Linked DNA regions of Sus scrofa: all the other regions are linked to region 3. A link is a contact called in public Hi-C data. All regions are on one chromosome and are shown on one strand. Each heading gives the region's core, a stretch centred on a gene start, on an enhancer-like site or on the middle of the called end of the contact. The rest is flanking DNA. Distances are from core to core; before and after follow the strand shown.

Region 1 (4,070 bases), core at 1,484-3,983, 110 kb before region 3:
TTCAGCCTGTTTGCATTTTCTAAATTTTTGGACCAGAAACAAAATGAAGATTTTCCTAAATTATTTGTGAGGCAGTTTCTAGCAAAGCTGCTTTTGAGCCTTCTCTGCGGCTGTGTTCCGTCCGCCTCCCCTTCCCCGGGTCGTCCAAGTGTTGGGTGTTTCCGGGACAGCCCTGCACCGAGTCAAAGCCTGTGGCCTGGCTTGGCCTTTTGTCTAATGACTGTACAGACATGCCGTGTTTTTCAGTTAGCTTTGACTGGTAGTTTTATAAGATGTTCTTTTCACTGAACCATTGCATACACGCATGTACCAGCACTAACGCTGGGTGTCACCTGCTGTGTTGGGTCCGTTCCTCCTGTGTCTGTGGTCATTGTCTGTGCCTTTGTGAATGAGCTCTGATCCAGGCTTCCACGTCTGGTTACCTGCTTACTTATATGAGTACAGAGACGTAGAGAGGTCTAGCTTTCAAGGAAATTTCCACTACTGAGTGGCATAAAAAGCTTTTTTGAAAAAAATTTCAATAGTCATAATTTCCTGCACATCAGCATTAATATAATCCGCCTTGGAAAGCTGATCATACTCTTGCAAAATCCAAAATGTGTCTTTAATTTGGGACAAATAAACATGACGAATCAAACAAAAAGTGCTGCACAAAGACCATCAGCTGAATGCAGCTGTGCGGGAAGTACTCTTCCCCAACCTAGTGAGTGGGCTTTGCTTCCCGGCGTGGCACCGGGTTAGTGACGGCCAGTGGCTGTCACAGAAACACAACACATCTCTTGAGGCCCATCCGAGTGATGTGCCTGAAATATCTTTGCTCTTTCCCTGGGTCGGGAAAGTGAAGGTCCCGTCACAGTTGGAAGTCCTCTTCCATTTGCTTTTGACCAGTGTCGTCACTAAAGGCTCCGTTCTTTTCCAAAATGTGTATGTGCCCCGGTCGGGACCTCCGCCTCCTCCTCCTCCTGCTTCTCTTCTTCCTCGTCCCCTTCTTATTCTTTTTGGCCACACCCAACAGCATGGGGAAATTCCTGGGTCGGGAATTGAACCCGTGCCACAGCAGGGACCCAAGCTGCTGCAGTGACAACGCCGGATCCTTCACCCTCTGCACCACAAGGGAGCTCTGGGACCTCTTCCTTTTCCGAGTTTATCCTCACAGCAACCCTGGTGGATCTACCTGTTTTTCTGCCTCTGCTGAGGAGCCAAGAGCAGTCGGGAGGTTGTGCTGACCAAGGGTTGGCTATTCCCCGGGCAGTTTGGGGTGTAAAACCCTCCAGCTTGCTGCCTCTGAAGTACTTCTTCCTGTTCTGCCGAGGGCTCCAATTTGGAGTTTGATGGCCATTGAATCCATACCTAGATGTCCAAACTGAGGCGGAAACTGTTCTTATTAGCGAAGTCTTTGTGTGTTTTTCAGTTTCTATTTGAGGAAAACTGGCATTCCAACCCATGTGCTGTTTCTAGACTGCAGATGTACGAGTTGAGTCTGGACCTGCCAGGGTGTGTTGTGGGCGCCCTGCTGTGGAGGCCACAGTGAGGGTGACTCCCACACTGAGAAACTTGAAAATTGTACCAGTAATTGTCTGTATCAGAACCAAATTATATTTGCTTTATACCAAACAAAACTGTGGAGAACTAAAAGTACATTGTACAGGATGTCTGTGGTTTATATTTCACCTGTTTCAGTATTTATGTGATTAAATCAATTCTTTCCAGAAAGTAGTTGTTAAGTAACTCAAGTCACTGCAAATTCTGCCATAGTAATACCTCGATGCTCTGTAATTAATCCTGTGGATGCCTCCCGGCTATTTTTGTCTGAAGTAAGCCACTAAATTAAGCAACTATCTAAGGCTCTTGGTCTGCAAAAGTAAAATAAATGTTAAATGTGTACTTCTTTTCTTTGTGTAGTTCTCAAATGCTTGCCCTACTGAAATGAACAAGGGGGCTTCCTTACTGCCCTCACCCCTTTTCAGCATGAAAGGAGTGAAAAAAGTGAAGGTTTGTTCCCCTGTCTGCAGAAACTCAGGAAACCAAGCAAACACCCCCTCCCAGAGGGGAGAGAATTCAAGCCCACGAGCCCTTTTTGGGCCTGAATCCCTCGTCACAGTCTACATTGCCCGCGCCGAGACAGTGAATGTGAATGTTTGTTTTTCATTCCCTTTCTTGAGATCTGAGATCCAAAATGTCGAGCTACCATTTCTCCGTGACCACAAAAGTCTGCAGAGTAATGAGCTGGGCAAGAGGACGGCATTCTACGAGCTTCAGCTGGTCACAGGAGGAGCCTTGGGATCTCAGGGCTTTAAAAACCTTCTCAAGCCGATCTGAGTAAGAGGTCTGAGGACCCCCAGCCGCAGCCCAGCTTTAAAACACGTCCTTGCTCCGGCAGGCCTGCGGCACGTGGACGTTCCCCGCGGGGGTCCAACCGGCAGCCACACCGGCGACAACGCCGGGTCCTTAACCCGCTGCGTCACAGGGAAACTCCTCGCCCCGGTTTTGCGCGAGGTCGAGCAAGACTTCTGTCTCCATATCGGAAAACTCGGAGTCCGCTACAGCAGCACTCAGGGTCCTTCCCGAGCGCCGCGCTCGCCCAGGATCAGGGAGGGACGAGCCGCCGCAGCCGCGCCGGGCCGGGCCAGGGCCCGGGTGTCGTCACCGGTGGGCGTCGACGCGGGCCGTGACGCGCAGGCGCGCGCTGGGCACCCCGCTGGGTACCCCGCTGGGTCCTGAGCCGGCGGCGGGGGCCTGCCCTCCTACGTCATCATCCCCGCGCCGAAACAGGAAGTGACGACCATTCTGGCGCGCGCCGGGCGCTGTTTCTTCTCAGGCTCCGGGATCGGCGGCGGCGGCGGCGGCGGCGGGTGAGTGGCGGGGCGGGGCGGGCAGGGGGACTTGGCGCGACCAGCTCACCCGAGCTCTCGGGTCCCGGTGGGCCTGGGGCGCGTGACCGGGGCGGTCTACATGCCGCGCTTCCTCGTCCCATCGGGCCGCGGGCGGAACTCGGGGTTGAGGAGGCGGCGGGCCAAGACTCTCCCTGAGCCCACCCCTGCCGTGTCGAACCCCGGGTTAACGCGACTGAACCCCAGAAGCCAGGACCCCGCCGCCCGGTCTGCGAGCGCGCCTTTGGAGCCCCCCATCCCCAGCCTCCCCGTGTCCTGTAATGGGGCAGCAGCCGTCGAGTCGGCCAGAGGCTCGCGCAGCCCAGGTGGCCTGTTTTTGTTTTTGTTTTTGTTTTCACAATGAGTATAAAGCCACTTATTTTTAAATTAGCAATGAAAGTATCAAGTTTACTTTAAAAAAATACAAACGATAAAAAACCCTTCACTGGTTGTATTCCAAACTGTAAGCCCGGGGCCTCAATCTCAGGAGAGCAGAGGTCTGTGAGTAGAGCTTGTCTGCATTTTTCCTGGAGCCAGGCCCCTGTCGGACATCATAGCCATGTGCCAGAGGGGGATCCCCCTTGGCTCTTTCTGAATGCTGGGCAATGACTGGGGGCCAGGAGCTTTTGCAAAGGAAGCCCAGGGCCCCATTCTAGGAAGTGTTAAAGTCAAAGCTGAGATGCAAATCAGGGAGGTTGGCTGAGACTGGGAATCTAAGGGGCTCACCACTGGCTTAGCACAGTCACTACCCTAGAAAGTGCCCTGGCTGTTGTTTCTTCTGTGACAAGGGGGTGTGGGATGGGGATGGTGACAAAGAGTCTGCCAAACTCCTCATCCTGGGAGCAGGCAGAGCTGCTGAGTCCTTGGCCTTCCCCAGGTGACTCAGTCCTGGAGACAGGATACTCTAAAGGTCACAGGAATGATAGCAAATTGCTGTGGAATGTTCTCAGGACAAGCCGAGCCTGTGGGGAGACTATCAAGCTGGTCACACCTTCTGTCGGCTAAGCAGAAAAACCTAATAGGGGTTAGCTGAGTCCTCACCCCAACCCAGGTGGTCTAACAACAGTCTCCTGAGGGCAAAAACAGTGCATGGGGAAGGCCATGTGCTGAGCTGTAAGCTTCACCTGGATGGTCCTATTTCATCCCCAGATGATGCTGTCTTGCAGGTGGTTTTCTTACCATTTATCAAATGATAAACTG
Region 2 (4,045 bases), core at 751-3,250, 71 kb after region 3:
GTGTGAGTGGCAGGAGGGGCCTGGCACCCGGTTTGGTGCTATAGCCCAGGACCGGGCACACAGTGGGTGCTCAGTGTCTGCTGAATGATGGGACGGCCTGTGTGAGCATGTGTCCGTGTGTCTGCTTGTGCCTCTGAGCGCCTGTGGGTTTTCTTCCCAGTGAGCCTGGCTGCCTGGAATGTCTGGGTCCCCAGGACCGAAGCCAGAGTCTGAGTCTCAGCTGGGCTGGTGGCCGACCCTCCTCGTTCCGCCTCCAGCTCCTAGGAGAAGGGAGGTGGATCTAGGCTCCGGTCTGGCTGGGGCTGGGCCAGAGCTCAGGGGGCCCTGCGGTGATATCAGCCCCCTTCTCTCCTGAGCCTCTGTGTTCATCTGGAGCTGCTTCCTGCCGAGGACTGGGAGGTGGGCTCAGGCAGAGGATGGGGGCCACAGCCTTGCACCGCCCCGTCCACCTTTGCCCAAGAGCACAAGGGGCTGGTTTCCTGCTGCAGGCTCTGCATTTGGGCTGAGCTGATGGCTGGGTCGACTCTGCGAGGCCCACGGACCCCAGCGTAGGGCCTGCAGCCGGGAAACCTGCTAGAAGAGCGAGGGCTCTGGGGTGTGGCCCGGCTCCCAGCTCAGAGCTGGGGGCCGACCCTGTCCCCTTCCAGGCTGGAGGGCCGGACCTGGGCCATCTCTGCCTCCCGCCATGCTGCTTGGACATCTCTCCGTGGAGGAGAGACAGCCTGGCAGCCGGAGGAGGAACAGGGCCGAGCTGGAGACAGCAGCAGAGGGAGAGACAGACGTGGGCGGGGGCCTGGAGGAGGGAGAAGGGCTGGGAGGGAGGCCGCCGGCACTAATACAAACCAGTTAGAAAAACAGGAGGAGAGGCCAGGCCTCAAGGCCAGCCAGGCAGGGCTTGTTTTTCCAGAATGCAAGGCCCAGGGAGGAGTGGGGTGGGATAGGGAGACAGGTCCCGATTCCAGTTTGGAAACGGGGCTCCGCCTCCCAGGGCCTGGATCCTGCCGAGGACTCGAGGACTCGTCTGTCCGTTAGGCTGGGGGTGGGGCGTCCTTGCAGCCAGTCCGACCTGTTGTCACCCCTCATTCCCTCTGGCTGCTGCAGCAGTCTCTTCCCCTTCCCCAGGAGTCTGGCTGGGTCAGGCTCCTTGATCAGCTGAGGACTTGGGACCAGGGCGGGTTGGAGAGTGAGGCTCCGGGCAGCTGGGATGGTGCTGTGACCATAACTCAATCCGAATGGGCAGAGTCTCAAAAATGCACTGTGGGTTTTTGTGGTTGCTTGGTAGATTTTTTTTCCCCTTTTTTGAGGTTTGCTTAACTAGAAAGGGTGGGTTTGGTACAGAGCGCGTGCTCTGTTATTTCCCATTTGTTTATGTGACTTGTAAGCTTTCCCAGAGCTTCAAATTTGTGCTTCGGTTGGGAAGGCCCTTCCTCTCCTCCCCTCTGGGGGGGGGTGGGGTGCTCCCAGGAGCACTGTGGCCGGTCTGGGCAGCGTTTCATGGACACCAGGCTCTGCCCTTGGCAGTGGCAGGTGGGGTGGGGGCGTTGGGACAGGGGTCCCACGCCTCTCATCTCCTGGCTGGCCCTCTGGTGGACATCAGTGCCCCTCAGGCCGCCTGCAGGGGCCCCTGTTCCCTGCCCCCCAGTGGGAGCTGCTCTCGCCCCACTTCCCAGAGGAGGGGCTGGTGGTCTGGCCCCAGGATGCCTTTCTGCGGGCCTGCCGCAGGGCCGCCTTGAACCCCACAGGCTGCCCTGCCCGTGTGGGGCAACGCCTTGAGCCAGGGTCTCCCTAGAGAGCTAGGTCTGAGGGTGTGCTCACCCCAGAACCCCAGATCAGCAGTGGCCCCAGAAGGGCCCCATATGTCACAGACACCCACAGGACATGGGGCATGCCCTCAGGCCCTCCTGCTGCTCCGAGGGCTGGGCCACTGCCGCCCCCTCCCGGACCAGAGAGGGGGCCAGGTCTGGGCTCGCTCCCCTCACCCTCTGGGACACAGCGGCCGAGGTCCCGCCCCTCCCACCAGGGCAGCTAAGGATGGGAGGAGGCCCGGGGGCTGGGCAGGAGCGGAGGGGCGGGCTGCAGACTGCGACAGGCCCAGGGCTCCGTGATGTCAAGGCGGGTGCTGAGGAAGGGGAGGAGGAGGGGCCCGGCTGTTTTTCGGGAGAGTTAGAGCTCGGGAGACAAAGCAGCTGGCGGGCCAGGCAGGCGCCATGGAGCTGCGGTCCCCGGTCATTCTCTGGCAACTTGTGCTTCTGCAGAGTGAGTCTGAGTGGCCGGGGTCCGAGGGAGTCTGTTTGGGCTCAAGCCCCGGGTAAGGGGGACGCCCCTGCCGGGAAGTGAATGGCTCTAGGGGGCCTCAGAGGGAGCCGCTCACTGCGATCAGGCCCCCAGGGCCCAGGAGGGGAGGAGGTCCTAGGTCAGACCCCCTCACAGAACTCCCCTCGCGGCACGGGGGGGCGGGATGCGGACTCTGGGACAGAAGCCAGGGGGGCTGAAGTGTGGGGCCTCCTCCCGGCTCCCTCTCCTGAGGAAGAGGGAGCCTGTCTGTGTCAGGAGGGGAGCGGTCGGGGGATGGAGAGGGCCTGGGAACAGCGGGGCTCGCGGGGTCTACTCCAGAGCACCCCCCACCCCGTGACTCCCAGGCCCCCGAGCCCCCACCCAAGGCCGGCCTGCTGACCTGGCGCATTCCTCTGTCCCGTCTGGGCACTTGGCCACATCTCTGGAGCAGGAATTTGGCTTGTGGGGTGGCAAATGGTGGGGTCACTCCCCACGTCCAGCCTTCTCGAGCCGAAGACCTTTAGGAAGACTTAGAGCCTCCCCGCCGCCCCGGGAGGGGCACCAGAGGTCTGAGGACCCCGGAGGGCTCGTGTGGCCTGCTCCTTGGCAGGTGCCACACCAGACATGCCCATGCAGGAGCCCCCACACCCGCCTGAGGTGTCAGGCCCTGGGCTCTGTGGCTTCGCTGCAGTGACGGTGGCCACCATTCCTGAGAGTGGCCCTTAGGGACGAGCACACGCTCCAGAGCTGGCCTGAGCAGGGTCGGACCCTGGCCTAACCACCCACCTCCAGAAGGGCAGGCTGCTGTGAGGATGAGGTGGGGGCCTGGGAGGGGTGGGGGGAAGGAGACCCCTGTCTGTGTCCTCCTGGCTCCTCTAGGTTTATCCCACCTGCTAAGGGGGTGTCGTTGGCACCAACCTCAGTGAGGACTAGAGAAGGGACCCAGGGAGCCATGGGGGGGGGGTCTGGGTGGGTGACCGCGATGTCAGGTCTCAGGTCCTGCTTCCCAGTGTGACTCAGACTTCTCTTTCCAGGCTTTGCTGTCCTTCTGTCCTCAGGTTAGTGACCACCCTCCCCTGGGAGCCGGGTGGGTCTTCCTGCTGCCTTGCTAACACCACCCTGTACCTGTCCCCTCGGGTCTCACCCTTCCTCCAGTGACACCCCCCCCTCCCCACCAGGCCTGTCTGGGCCGGACAGCTCGGTGGTGTCTGAGTCCGCAGTGAGCTGGGCAGCGGGAGCCCGCGCCGTGCTGCGCTGCCAGAGCCCGCGCATGGTGTGGACCCAAGACCGGCTGCACGACCGCCAGCGTGTGGTCCACTGGGACCTCAGCGGCGGCCCGGCCGGCGGCCCCGCGCACCGACTCGTGGACATGTACTCGGCGGGCGAGCAGCGCGTGTACAAGCTGCGCGACCGCGGGCGCTTGCAGCTGCCTCCCTCCGCCTTCCACGACGGCAACTTCTCGCTGCTCATCCGCGGTAGGGGCCGCGGAACCGCGGCGGGGGCTCGGGGGCTCCGGGGGCTGGGGGGCTTGGGCCGGGAGCCGGGGCCGCGAGCTCACGGCGGGGCTCTCCCGGTGCGTAGCGGTGGAGGAGACAGACGAGGGGCTGTACACCTGCAACCTGCATCACCATTACTGTCACCTCTACGAGAGCCTGGCCGTGCAACTCCTGGTCACCGACAACGGTGAGTGTGCCGCCCCTCGCCCGCGCACCCACCCCTGCCGCCCGGACGCCCCTCTCCTGGCCCGGGATCCTTGACCGACTTGCTCCCC
Region 3 (3,969 bases), core at 286-2,785:
AGCCAGGGGGATGGCAAGAAAAAAAGTGAAGCAGAAGAGTTCCCGCCGTGGGTTAAGAATCTAACTGCGGACCAAGAGTCAGGATTTACCTTCCAAAAGGAGAAACACTTTGAAATTCTGGGCAGGGTGAATGGGCGAAGCTCCCACAGAAACCTAAGAAATTACATCCCGTAACAAAAGTGTCATCATCTGAGGTGTCCTGAAGCCCAGCCACTATCTCTCAATCCAACCTGACTGTTGAAATGACCTTGCAAACTTAACACACGTAGTCTGGGATGGGGCGTTTCCCAGTCAGGCCTAAGGAAATAGGCAGCCCTGGGCCCCAGGCCCGAATATCCAAATGCTCTGAATGTCCCTTCCAGGATCTGAGAGCCAGGCAGGCTGGAGACCTTTGCCCAGGAAATTCTGTGACCCCTGCAGAAGGGCGGGGACTGAGCCACAGAGTGCCAGGCCACATCCTCCTTCGACAGGAAGACTCCGCTTATACCTGCTTGCCACAAACTACTCTCTAAGATCTCCTTTGAGAAAAAGGCACCTCTATTTAAAGGTTTGAGAGCGAAGTATTTACTTGGCGCGTGCTGAGCATGTGTTCCAGACTCTCAAACGCACACGCTGCAATCTGGACACAAGTGGTTTAAAGCCACAGAGGAAGGAAGCTGGGAGGAAAGCACGTGGGCTTAGTGAAGGTGCCATCACCACTGATGCCTCAGGGCCCGGGTTAGGAAGGTCAGTCATCAGCTGGGCCAGGGCTGATCGGTGATCTGCTGCTTTGCAGACCTCACTTGAAAGCTAACGTTTCTCAACAGTAAGTGCAGATCTACTTTATTTTCCTTAAAACCAATTACCCTCAAACGCGCTCCCCTCTTCAGCAAAAAATTGCTAGCATCCACCACAAGAAAATCCCCAACCCAGCCAGCTCTGGCCATTCCACGTGGAGGGAGCAATAGGTGGTACCTAAAAACGAAGGTGCAGCCCCGCCAGCTGCTACCTGTACCCTTAGTCCCCTCGCCACCGGTTTCCCCCCTGAAAGACGTGTGGCAGCTGGGAAGGTGCCAAAGGGTCAGGGGATCCCGAACCTCCCTGCACGCAGAGTGGCTCCATTGGGTTTACCGCTGGAAGCCGATTTCCTCTCCCGACAAGAGCTCCATGGCTCAGACCACCGAGGGCCAGATGCCCCCGAACCCCCCAGGGGCCGCCCTGACCGAGCCCCCCAGCGGCACTCACGCGAGTGCTCCAGCTCGCGCGCCGCTTTGGCCGCGCGCTCCAGGCCCGTGGGGTCGAAGTTGCTCCATTTGTCCTTGGGCGCCGGCCGGTCCCCTGCGCCGCGGTCCCCCCGCCCTCCGCCCCGGGCTGCGCAGGCGGCAGCGGCAGCGGCGGCCCAGCGCCTTCGCCCTTGGGGCCCTTGATGCCGAAGAGCCACGACATGGCCAGTGAGCACCGGGCGCCGCAGGCTCAAGGATCCGAAGCCGAGTAGACACGAGTAGCGAAGTGCAGCCCCCACGCGCCGGGAGCCGGCGGCACTGACTCTGCGCAGGCGCGACAGCGGCCCCGCCTCCCGGGCGACGGGTGCGCGTGAGGGCCACGTCCCGAGCGCGGCACTTGGATTGGTCGCAGGCGAGTGACGTCACGGCGTCGCGGCCGCGATTGCAAGAGCTGGCTTAGGGGGCAGGTCCCCAGAGGGGCGGGGCGAGGTGACAGCGGCCGGTCAGGGACAAAATTGAAGGGCTGGGCGCGTGCGTGCCCTTGGATACGTCAGTTCCTCGTAGCCGTGACACTGATCCCGTTGCCATGGGCACCCATGGAGTTCCAGCCCCGGGTGAAACCGAGAGGCAGGTCTGGGAGCCGGGCGCTCTTGATGCGCGGGGTCCCGACCGAGGAAGCGGCCGCGGGAGGAAGAGCCTGAGGGATCGGTTGGAAAGGTCCCTGCCCGGGGAAGGAAGGCCGGGGGAGCGGGAGGCCAAGAGACCCTGCGGACGGCGGAGCGCGGGCTGGGCGTGTCCCGCGCAGGGCGGGCTGCCCCACAGGCCGGGCGGCGCGGGACAAGTGGAGCCTGGCGCGGTGCGGTGCCAACGCATCCATTCGGCTCTCACTGAGATGATACAAGGGCAGAAGCGCGGCCCTGGCCAGTCTCCTGCTAGGAGGATGAAGGGCCCTCCCAAGCCGCCAGCGTCTCAGCAAAACAGCGGTCCGCTGTTGTATGATCCTTTCTTTACTTAAAGTGGCTCACAAGGGAGCGGACAGGGATCTCCACCCAAAGTATGCGAAGGCAGAGCCCCCAAGGCCCCACAGAGGGCGCCCTCGCCAGAAGAGCGCTCCTCTGGGCGGAGGGGTCTTGGGTCTGGTCACTGATCCCTGAGCGTTTTCCTTGGGAACCTCTGAAGGCCACATGACAGCTTCTGGGACCAAGGTCCAGGCCAGACCGCTGGGGGAGAAGGAACAAGGATGGACAAGGCCAGGGCTGCTCCGGAACCCAGTGTCCAAAGTTAGCAGAATTCACTTCTTGGACCAAAATCCAAATTGCTCCTGAATTCTTTCCCTGATGGAATTTGTTGCGTTCCCAAAATTATACACAGTGAGTTTCTCCACTAGATTTAAATAACAAACAATTTTAAGCCTGAATAAAAAATGGGGGGGGGAGAGTTCCAGCTGTGTTGCAGTGGTCAAGGATTAAACTGCAACGGCTGGGATCATGGATTCTATCCCATGGCCAGTCCCATGGGTTAAAGTATCCGGCGTTGTAGGTCACAGCTGTGACTCAGATTCAATCCCTGGCCCAGGATCTTCCAAATGCTTTGGGTGTGGCCATTAAAAAAAAAAAAAAAAAAAGGAGTTCCCGTCATGGCTCAGGGGTTAACAAATCCGTTTAAGAGCCATGAGGTTTGGGGTTTGATCCCTGGCCTTGCTCAGTGGGTTAGGGATCTGGTGTTGCCGTGACCTGTGGTGTAGGTGGCACACACAACTTGGATCCCACATTGCTGTGGCTCTGGCAGGTGGCTACAGCTCCAATTTGATCCCTAGCCTGGGAACCTCCATATGCCACGGGAGAGGCCGAAGAAATGGCAAAAAGACAAAAAAAAAAAAAAAAAAAAAAAAAAAGGAAAACATGTAAGATAATCCTGTCTGCAGTATGTTGTTTGTTTTGTTTTCCCAAATGAAGAGAAAACCCAAAGGGCTTTTCCAGCCAGCTGCCTCCTGTTGGCTGTCACCAAGGTTTTTAATGTTCCAGCCACAAACCATACCTCCAAGGACACCCCTGGCAGGCTTTGATGGATAAAGCTGGGGAAATGGGTAAGAGAAGTGAAGCCACAGGCCCTCTCGCTCCATCCACAGGCTAGCATTTGAAAAGTTTGTATACATTTATATGACAAGGAATAACTTTGAAAATAAAGCTTTGTGTTTTTTTAATTTAATTGAATCTTTTTTTCCTTTTAGGGCCGCACTCGCGGCATATGGAGGCTCCCAGGCTAGGGGTCCAGTTGGAGCTACAGCTGCTGGCCTACACCACAGCCACAGCCATGCCAGATCTGAGCCGCATCTGTGACCTACACCACAGCTCACGGCAATGCCGGATCCTTAACTCACTGAGCAAAGCCAGGGATCAAACCCGAAACCTCATGGATACTGGTTGGGTTCATTACGGCTGAGCCAGGACGGGAACTCCGCGTTCGTGTATAACTGACACACGCGGGGTCCTCACTGCCCCTGCTGAGCTGTGTTGCTGATGGGATCCCCTCCCCCACAGCATGTTCTTTTTCCTCTGAGGGAATCCTCCCGCGCTGAGGACCCGGGGGGAGACTGCAGAAACTAAAGATGCAGGTGGAGAGCTTGGCCTCCAGCCTGACCTTGAGCCTAGAGATGGGGGGACACAGCTGCCCCCAAGAGCCCGCAGCAGCAGGAGCAGAGTGGGCCCCATCTAAGCCCAGCACAGAGCACTCTGCCCCTAGAGCCTGGCCCACGGGCATGGTTTCT

The links. Hi-C and Micro-C count contacts between places; a contact is called where the count stands out from the background.
Region 1: a Hi-C map of skeletal muscle shows a contact between it and region 3, with 5 times the contacts expected there. The contact joins the promoter of CDK11B here to the promoter of LOC100525876 in region 3. A contact is called at or near these places in 2 of 5 promoter capture datasets (fetal liver and liver), 4 of 47 Hi-C or Micro-C datasets (heart right ventricle, liver and skeletal muscle) and 1 of 2 datasets of contacts at active chromatin or transcription factors (alveolar macrophages).
Region 2: a contact with region 3 is called in a Hi-C map of fibroblasts, with 5 times the contacts expected there. The contact joins the promoter of MXRA8 here to the promoter of LOC100525876 in region 3. A contact is called at or near these places in 2 of 47 Hi-C or Micro-C datasets (fibroblasts and skeletal muscle).

Annotation. Positions count from the first base shown.
Region 1 is chr6:63,818,623-63,822,692 of Sscrofa11.1, reverse strand. It overlaps CDK11B (cyclin-dependent kinase 11B), which reads left to right and starts at 2,733. Exons shown (of 19, transcript XM_021097470.1): 1 at 2,733-2,852. It overlaps SLC35E2B (solute carrier family 35 member E2B), which reads left to right. Exons shown (of 10, transcript XM_021097474.1): 10 at 1-1,889.
Region 2 is chr6:63,633,578-63,637,622 of Sscrofa11.1, reverse strand. It overlaps MXRA8 (matrix remodeling-associated protein 8), which reads left to right and starts at 2,000. Exons shown (of 10, transcript XM_003356116.5): 1 at 2,000-2,256; 2 at 3,309-3,332; 3 at 3,453-3,749; 4 at 3,856-3,957. The coding sequence starts at 2,208.
Region 3 is chr6:63,703,721-63,707,689 of Sscrofa11.1, reverse strand. It overlaps LOC100525876 (ATPase family AAA domain-containing protein 3), which reads right to left and starts at 1,535. Exons shown (of 17, transcript XM_003127504.5): 1 at 1,338-1,535; 2 at 1,225-1,335. The coding sequence starts at 1,425.